2 separate regions of the Gossypium hirsutum genome follow, and region 2 is linked to region 1. The links are chromatin contacts, called in public Hi-C maps. All regions are on one chromosome and are shown on one strand. The core of a region is the stretch at or near the end of the contact, and the rest is flanking DNA. Distances in the headings are between cores, read along the strand shown. Region 1 holds the start of LOC121203286 (U-box domain-containing protein 11). Region 2 holds the start of LOC107886440 (pentatricopeptide repeat-containing protein At1g71060, mitochondrial).

What was found. Hi-C and Micro-C count contacts between places; a contact is called where the count stands out from the background.
Region 2: a Hi-C map of anther shows a contact between it and region 1, with 2.2 times the contacts expected there. The contact joins the promoter of LOC107886440 here to the promoter of LOC121203286 in region 1. A contact is called at or near these places in 2 of 34 Hi-C or Micro-C datasets (anther and leaf).

The regions. Positions count from the first base shown.
Region 1 is chrA03:90,198,334-90,202,832 of Gossypium_hirsutum_v2.1, forward strand. It overlaps LOC121203286 (U-box domain-containing protein 11), which reads right to left and starts at 3,016. Exons shown (of 3, transcript XM_041097315.1): 1 at 2,516-3,016; 2 at 1,878-1,991; 3 at 342-1,805. The coding sequence starts at 2,983. The coding sequence ends at 1,554. It also overlaps the pseudogene LOC107887658.
Region 2 is chrA03:90,445,700-90,450,357 of Gossypium_hirsutum_v2.1, forward strand. It overlaps LOC107886440 (pentatricopeptide repeat-containing protein At1g71060, mitochondrial), which reads right to left and starts at 2,437. Exons shown (of 3, transcript XM_041097323.1): 1 at 2,214-2,437; 2 at 913-2,107; 3 at 108-910. The coding sequence starts at 2,086. The coding sequence ends at 444. LOC107886439 (beta-glucuronosyltransferase GlcAT14A) reads right to left here. Exons shown (of 4, transcript XM_016810397.2): 4 at 3,872-4,658. The coding sequence ends at 4,201.

The DNA.
Region 1 (4,499 bases), core at 1,766-4,265:
AAAAAATATAAAAATTAAAAATTCTAAGGAATAATTAAAAAGAGGTTAAAATTTTTAAAATTTTTCTCAACTAATAGTTTTGGACTTATATAAGTAAATTAATGATTCAAGTTTGTCATACTAGAGTATCTTTTTATTTTCTTATTTTGCTTTAAAAAAGTTTTCAAATATTTATGGTTTTAAATCGATGTACTCTAACATGAAACTAGTTTTACTATAACAAGATTTGATTTTAATTTGATATGATTAACTTGAACAATTTTTCACTTGATTCAACTCAACTCAAATTTCATTTTACTCGGCTTGATGAAAAAAATTTTAAATCGAGTTAGAATAATAAATAAGACTCATCAACTTAATTAATTTAAAAAATTAATTCGAAATTTTTCACTCGATTTGATCGAACGCTCACCTATAAGGTTCTCTTTTACACAAACAAAGCAAAATGGCTGTTGCTTTCTTTTTCTTGTGCTGAGAACCTGTTCTTATAAGATCAATTAAAACAAGTATGATGCTAGCCTTTACAATAGCAACCTTTGCATAATGGGAGCTAGCAAGAACTGACAGTATTGCAAGAGCCTCATCAACCATGCTGTTGGTTGAATCTGTAAGCATCTTCAGTAGCGCTGTTATAGTTCCAGCTCTAACTGCCCTGCCCTTGTTCCCCTGATAAATGCATAGATTGAATAGAGAAGTTGCAGCGTCTTTCTTTCCTTTAGTGCTCCCATTTTGTAGCAAATCTACCAGAGCTGGTATCGCCCCAGATGCACCTATTATTATTTTGTTCTCATCTACAATTGACAAACTGAAAAGGGTTGCTGCTGCATTCTCTCTTGCTTCCATGCTTCCAGCTCAGAGGACTTGGACAATGGAAGGAATGGCACCAGCAAGCATCATAGGAGACTTGTTTTCAAATATGGAAAGGTTAAGAATAGAAGTCACTGCATGTTCTTGTAATGACACATCATCTGTTGTTAAAAGGTTGACCAGAACAGGAATCGCTCCGGCATCTGCGGTTAGTATCCTGTTATCCGTGCTTCTTTTAGATAGTGAACGGATTTCAGCCATAACCACCCTATGTTCCTCTATGCACCAGCTCGATAATTTACAGACCAGAGCCTGGATTGCTGCCATGTCATCTCTAACATCATCGAAAGAGCCATTGCTATTTTTGAGCCTACCATTTGTTATTCTGCTTGGTTGTTCAATCTTATGTTAAGCATACCATTTATTTATTAGACTTTTCAAAACATAATTAGGCGAGAGTTAGATTTGCCAACTTCTGCTGAGTTTTTGGACATGTTACATTGCCACAATCTATCCATCTCTGTATGTAAGACCTGTCATACATATGTAAAATCACTAGGCAGGATGATTAGAAAACAGTTGGGTGGCATACTATACCTGCCCCGTAGACACAATCATCGGATCCCTCATTCGTTCCAATGATATAGGGCATAGAAAATCATCTGGAATTACTAGGGCATTAGGCTTCTTGTTTCTTCAGGACCTTCAGCAGCCACATTTTCTAGCCCCTTGGAATCAATTTCATCTCATATGCAATCGTAAGAAGAGGTTGAAGAGCTATTAACTCTCTCTAATATCTTAGTTGTCTGATCAGCACCATGTAATGTACTTGTTCTATCACAATTTTCCGAAACGATATCAAGCTTTGCTGAAATTTTTCCTTGGTACTCCCACATTGTTTTTTCTAGTGGCTGGGACAACACATTAGAAACTTTCCTCGAATTAAAAGACCCAAATCTTTCTATTGCTCTTCTGAATTGAGCTTTTACTAATGATACCTGAAAAAAGAAATTGTTGTCAGAGGCATGTTAATATAGGGAACAAAAAACATTTACATTCTGGAGCTAAACCTGTTCTTGAACCTCCTCAGAGATTTGATACCGATGGTACGGGAGTTCCCTAAAGCTTTCTCCAGCTTCCATGTAACGCAATGGAATTGGAGACAATATTTTGGCACCTCCATCCTTAGCTCAAGATATAGAATATTTCAGGGACATATTTGTAACGAAACATATTAAGAAAAATGTGCATAACCACGATTAATTCCAGCAACAGCTGCTCTTCCAACAAAAAAAAAATCCCTATCAAAGTAAACATATTCATTTTCTTGCACTTTCTCATGATCACCATTGTAGTTAATTGACTATGATTTGCTACATTTACCGAGACAAATACTAACAATTGATTAACAAATTTTGCTCCTGATTCGGGTGCTGGGGTGTGAAATTAATGTATTTTTAAAAAAAAAAATAGAACTATCTGTCACGGTTAATCAGATTGACAAAGCAACTAACCAGAAGGGAAAAAATGTATCAATTTCGCATAACATCAGTAAAATCCAAAATCTATTATTAGTATTAAAATGGTCAAATAACACGCATTGCAACATATCAACATTTATAAGAATTTAGAATCAATTAATCTAATTATATAATACTCATTAAAAAAAAAAGAATTAGCAAGAATATATAGGAGATGGGCTCTTAACGGAGGAATTATTGAAATTGCAGGCAGAGGCGACGGAGACCAGACGTTTATCTGCCTGGCGAGCGACAGCCAGATCAGCAGACCATAAAGAAGCAGAGGCAGAGGATCCACCAAAATCTCTGATTTCCTCAAGCAAATGTTTGAAGAGAGCAATCCTTCTTAAAAATGGAATTGGTGGGATGAGTTCCATCAGCAGCAAGAACGCGGGAGAAGCGTCGCCTTCTTGAGCGGAGGACACCCCGCCGATCATTTCACAGTGCCAGGTGTTGGGTCCTGATTGGAAAGAGATGCGTAATAAAAGAAAACTTTCAAAGACAAGGATATTGACGAAAATATTAACGAAAGCTGCACTCTCACCTCTCAGAGTAAGATGGTATGAGAAATAACAAATTATTATTATTTCTTTATTTTTGATAAAATAGATTCCAAACTCGCACATCATACATACCCATTTTAAATAATTACACATGCATGATACGTGAATTCATCTCTCGTCTTTATGAACACCCTTGATTAATATGCTAAATGTTTGGAATGATTATTATTTATTTAAAATTATTAAATTTATCATTTTTTTATACAATATGGAGTGGAGATGATAGAACTAAGGGTGTTCAAACGATCAGTTTGATTATTAATTGAATTATCCAAAATGTAAATTTTTTTAACTATTAATTGAATTAATTTTTTTTTAAATAAATTAACTGAACTGAAATATTTTGGTTAATTCGGTCAGTTAACAGAATTAACTAAGATTTATATGTTTTTGTATTTTGATTAAAATAAGTATAAAACATATAAAAAAAATACATTGCTAATGTTCATTTTTCTTTAAGTAGTTCAAAAAATATATTATATATAATATATATTATTTATTTCGATTAACAGTTAATTAGCCGATTTTGAATTGAATTAACTGATAACCAAAATTTTAAAAAATTATTAGCTGACCTCTGACCAAACTAAATTCGGCCCTGACCGATTAACTAAATTAGATCAGTTTGATCGATTAATTTAGTTTTAACTAAACTATGAATACCCTAGGGATAACACAATTTGATTCCATGCAAAATGTTTATCTAACTAAACTTTTAACCACTATGTCATACAAGTCAAAACAAATTGCATTCTTTTTAAAAGCTTTATTATTATCAAACCAATCCTATGAACGAAAAGTTAAAAAGAAACCGAATAAAATGTATACATAACATAAACATATAATGAGATTTAAAATCTATTCATCACAATTGCATATGATAAGATTTCAATCTAGATAATAAAAACCTCAATAAATTTTCCAAACATTAAGATTTGATCTCTTTAAACAAAATGTACACGATATATCATATATATATAACTGAAAACTTTTAAACTAAATTTGATAAATAAATTGGAAATTGGAAAATTTTCAAAGAAACTTTGAAGTTATGTATTAAGTTGTGCCTTTCATTACAAAATGAGAGCCTTTTATAGAGGGCTCATGTTTCTTTACAATGAATTTATTATAGTTATTCCTTTTTCAGACTATTACTTTTACAAAGAATATATTCTCTTATTACAATTTTTTTTTACAAAGAATCCTCACTAGTTATTGTAGGGAATCTTCACTGTTCATTGCAGGAAATCTTCACTACTTATTGCACAGAATCTTTACCGTTTATTGTAGAGAATCTTCACTGTTTATTGTAGAGAATCTTCACTATTAATTGCAGAGAATCTTCACTGTTCGTCTTTGTTTTCTCTTGTAAGGAATCATTCATGTTTTACGCTGTTCATTTTTTTATTTTTTTTACTTTTAGTGATTGTTATCGTGGTGGTGTCATCCGTAAATTATGTTTAATTGATGTGTTTTCCATGTGATTGAGAGAAAACTAATACCATTTCTATAATTGAATTATCAAATGTAGGTAAAAACGAAGTCGAGCCATCTTGAGATAAAGGAAAGGCGAAGGTTGTATACAAGTAGCTATCTTGGTTTGGCTTTC
Region 2 (4,658 bases), core at 1,187-3,686, 250 kb after region 1:
CTAAAATTGAAGACAATAAATACTTCAGCAATATTTTTCCGCACTTAAAATTTCATATATAAGCATAAGGATAGATGCAATCTAATATCTAAAAAGGATATTGGATATTCAGATAGCCCCCCTTACTGAGCATGATTCGAAGAAACAATATTGAAGAGGCTAAAAGGATGTAGTTTTTGGCATATATAAAAGATGACTTACTGCAAAGCCTTGGACACTGTCTTTCCAGATACAAACTGAATCCGAGACCATAGCTTTGAAACTGCAAAATTTTCAACATGTAAATAGCCAAGGTAAGGATAAAAGAAATTGCCACAAAGCCGCACATTTTGATTCTTATCAAAGCTACCAGATACCAAATAGTAGCCCAGATCCTGTCACTAGGAAACACTGAAGGTGCTGTATGAACCTGAAGGGCACCAGCATACAGCTCACATTCTTTCTCACTTCTGGTCTCGAACAACTAACGGAGTTCCCCTCAGCTTATTGATTTTCCGAGTCAAATTTAAAGCTTCATCCTTCTTCCCCTCATCAAGTAGAGCCTGTTTCAGATTACTAAACATCTTGGCCGGAGGTCGAATACCTGCATCCAACATTTCCTGAAAATATTTGCAAGCTTCACCTAACTTGTCCTTGTGACACAAACTGGTAATTAAATCAGAGTACATATGCATCCCTGGAAGCACTCCCTTGGCCTTCATCTGATCCCAAACCTGCTTTGCCAAATCCACTCGATCCTCGTTGCAGAACATCCTTACTATAATTTCGTAAGTACTCACAGTTGGCTCACAGCCCGGCTCATTCGACATTTTCTGGAATCTGAAGTAAGCCTCATTCGTCCTCCGAGCCTTTATTAAGTGATGAAGAATTATATCGTAAGTTCTCGAATTTGGACCAGCCGAATGTTTCTCATTTCATCTATCACTTGAAATGCATCATCTATTCGCATTGACCAACAATAAGCCCCAACAAGGGAATTATAAGTAGGAGCTTCTGGAGTAAAACCGCAACTCTTGAAACGTTCAAAAAACTCCAGAGCTTCACTTAACCTCTTCTCTGAACCTAATCCATTAATCAAAGTACAATAAACATGAGGTGTTGGCTTGCAATTCTTTGCCTCCATCTCATGAAATAACTCAATGGCTGCATCATACTTCTTCGCCTTACAATACGCACTGATCAAAATACCATAAGTCACAACATCTGGCTCGAAACCGTCATATTTCATCTCTAGGTAAACCTCGTCTAACCTCAACAAGTTGTGTTCTTTTCCCCACCCTTCCAACAAAATCGTGTAAGACTTTATATCGGGAACAAACCTTCTCTTTTTCATTTTATCAAACACTTTGTTTGCTTTCTCAACATGTCTGGACTTACACAGAGTATCAAGCAATCTATTGAAATCCGATGTTTCAAGCTTGAAACCGAACTCTTCCATCCTCTCAAAAGCCTCTATAGCCTCTTCAACCTTCCGGGCTCTTGCGTGCCGCCTTGAGATCAATGCAAAAGTATCTTTATTCAGTAATTTTCTACTCTTCATTTCATTCACCAAACTCCATATTAATTTGAACTGCTTAATCTTACCCAAAGCTTCAATCAAAGCATTGTAGCTTTCTGTGTTATATTTAAACCCTTTTTGCTTCTCTGCCCATGTAAAAAATGACAAAGCAATGACACCCGCATTGCTTAGCCTCTTCAAAACCTCTACAACAAGTGAAGGAGACACTTCAATTGAAGCATCTTCGAGCAATTTACCGGCATGAGAACCAGAGTGGGTGGAGAGGAGTGTGCAAATTCTGGTAGCGTCTTGTTCGAATTTGGGTTCTGCAGGGTTCTTTTCATAGTGTTCGACAGACAAATGTTTCGGCGTTAAATCCTCATGGATCGATCTATAGATGATATGATGAGGAGTTGAGGAATAACCAAATGAGGTTTCATGGCCTGGAAGTGAGTTACGATTGAAAATTCGACGTTCGACGGATTGCTTTGAGTAGGTAGGGAGTGATCGTGTGAAAAGAGCTGCAGCAATGGGTTTTCTGTGGGTTTTTGACAGTAAATTCAGAAATCGAAGGAGACTCATTTTCATGTTTGAGGGCTCACCTCCTACCTGTTTGTGACAAAAGAAATTACAGAGTCATTAACTTGCAATTTATTCTCAAAGAGAAACTAAAAAGCACATAAGCTAAAATCCAATTAGGAGTAGATATTCTCAACTTTGATTACTCGGGAAGATGACTTGACCACCCCTACCTCCAAGTGTACACGTACAAATTGAAGTATATCAAAGCTATAGAGTTTTAAGCAATTTAAGTCTCATAAACTCTTTTCAACTAAACGATTCAAAGTGAAACATTGAAACATAAGTCTCACTAATCAATTGATGGTTTTCCTTATTTCGGTAGTGGAAAAGGAATGTTATGAATTTCTACCTCGAATTCAAATGTTATCATATTAATGCTTTCCTATTTTTTAAGGATGCTTTCCTATTTTTTAAGGAGAAGATGGTAATTCAGCAAGGGTTTACGTTAAGATCCACATATGAACAGGAACATGAATAGATTATCATCAAGCTCATGAACCTCAAAAAAGTCTTTGATTAATCGGACCATTGTCAGCATATGGACCATAGGTCTTATCAGTATTTCCATATCAAATTTTTTTTATTATAAATAACAATCTAATCTTCTTATTCTATCATATCATTGGGGTTAAAGCTGTGCAGTACAATTTCGTTTTCAATGTCTCTCATGACAATATTGTTAAATGATTTTTCTATGTTAATAGCCATGATACCGAAAGGAAGGAGAGGGAGAAGGATAATTGGAAGAAAAGTAGAGTTAAAAGCTTGCAAAGAATAGACAATGAGATGGCTTTAAGAATAAGGGAAATTTCGGCATTAAAGATAGGAAGTTAGAGATGGTGCATGATTTCAATGAACAAGCATAATGGTTTGTGGAATAACGTAATGCTTCATAATGGGTTATGACGCTTTGGGGTGTTTTTTTTTTTTGGGGACATCATAAAAAATCATTCACCTTTTAAAATGTATTGAAGTAAATATCTATTTATTCTCTGATAATTTCGAAAATTAGTAGAAATCTTCGGCCATTGTGTTTGAATTATTGCATGAATCATTACTTCCTTCTTGTTTCATTAGATGCCTTCACGTCAGAATTGCTTTTGAATGCGACCCTTCTCTGCTACTATTCTTGTTTCAATTTTTCATTCGTCCTTTATACACAATAAGAGGAAGTCAAATCCGTAATTAGCAAATTTTAACTTGATACACAATAAGGGAGTCTCTTCATATGCTTGCAAGGATAATTATGTTAATCTTCAAAAGTTTTAAACTTAGTAAAGACTATGGGAGGGAGACTCTTCGTTGCAGCTAGCAATGTTAATCTTGGAAGTGAAAATTTTAGTTAAAAGGCAGCACACACTAATCGCCTTTGCATTGGGAAAAAAAATGTCGGTTTGGGAGGGAAGAAAATGCATACACAAACTGCCGAAGTTTACAAAGGGGCATGTATATCATTTTGACAATTTTGAATTTTAATTTGTAAATGGCAACCCGAGTGACCTCCTTTTATGAAATTTGTTGTTATTGTACTAGTATCTTTAGCAGTTTTTAACAATGCTCGAATGACTTTAATCACCCTATTTGTTGCTAACCCTTTCAACATTTTGCTTAAATACAGAGAAATAAATTTCTCCCACTCAACGTTCATGATGTTCGGAATAGGTGATTAGCATAACTAAGCTTAAGAATAGGCTTTTCTCAGCTTGATTTCTTTAGTTTACACTCTTCTTTCCACCAATTACCGTCGTCCAATTACTGGTATGAAGAAGAATAACAGAGGCAGAGAAGAGATTTTAATGAAAGAATTTGTCTTTCTAACACAGCCAGCCAAATGAAAGGAGGGGGTAGACCTTACAACAGCATGCAAATGGCAGCTCAAAGAGGAAAGTCCTCCTAACAATGACTTCTGGGTGGCTTTTCACCATTAAAATAATGGAAGCCAACATTGTGGACCAAAACCTCAAATGAATTCACTTGTTTCTCTCTCAACCGTGTTTCAGAGGAAACCCCCCAGAAAAATAGACATACAGAGCAAAAGAATGTATCTAGACATACAGAGCAAAAGAATGTATCTATCTTTTGAACCAAGGTCAACGCAGTGAGTCTATGTAATGTAATATTCACCTGCTTAAGCTGCACTGATTCGACTGTGAATTCCAGTCATCAAGAAGGTTCGTTATGGTTTCTGCAAACTTCTTTGCTTGAGGCCCGGGTTTCAAGACATTTACATCACCCCACTGTGAGCAAGTATCACTCCACCAGCTCTTCCGGCCAGTGCACCATGCCCCTGGGGCAGCTTGGTTTCGCTTGCGCTTGAGGATCTTTTCATCTACCATGTCCAACACAGGATCATCTTCTTTAAACATTCTTGCAAACGCCGCTCCACTTTGTGCCATTTGATCATAATCAGAAATGTTGAGAAAGTGGGGTTCCATCTTTGGAGGATTGTCCCAGATCATATATCTTAAATCACTGTTTACAGTAGTGTTCTTTAACTCCGGTGAATTGCAAATGACAGTATGAAAATAGCTTTCTTCAGATAACATAACATTGTTGAAATACATCAGAAGTGTCCGGG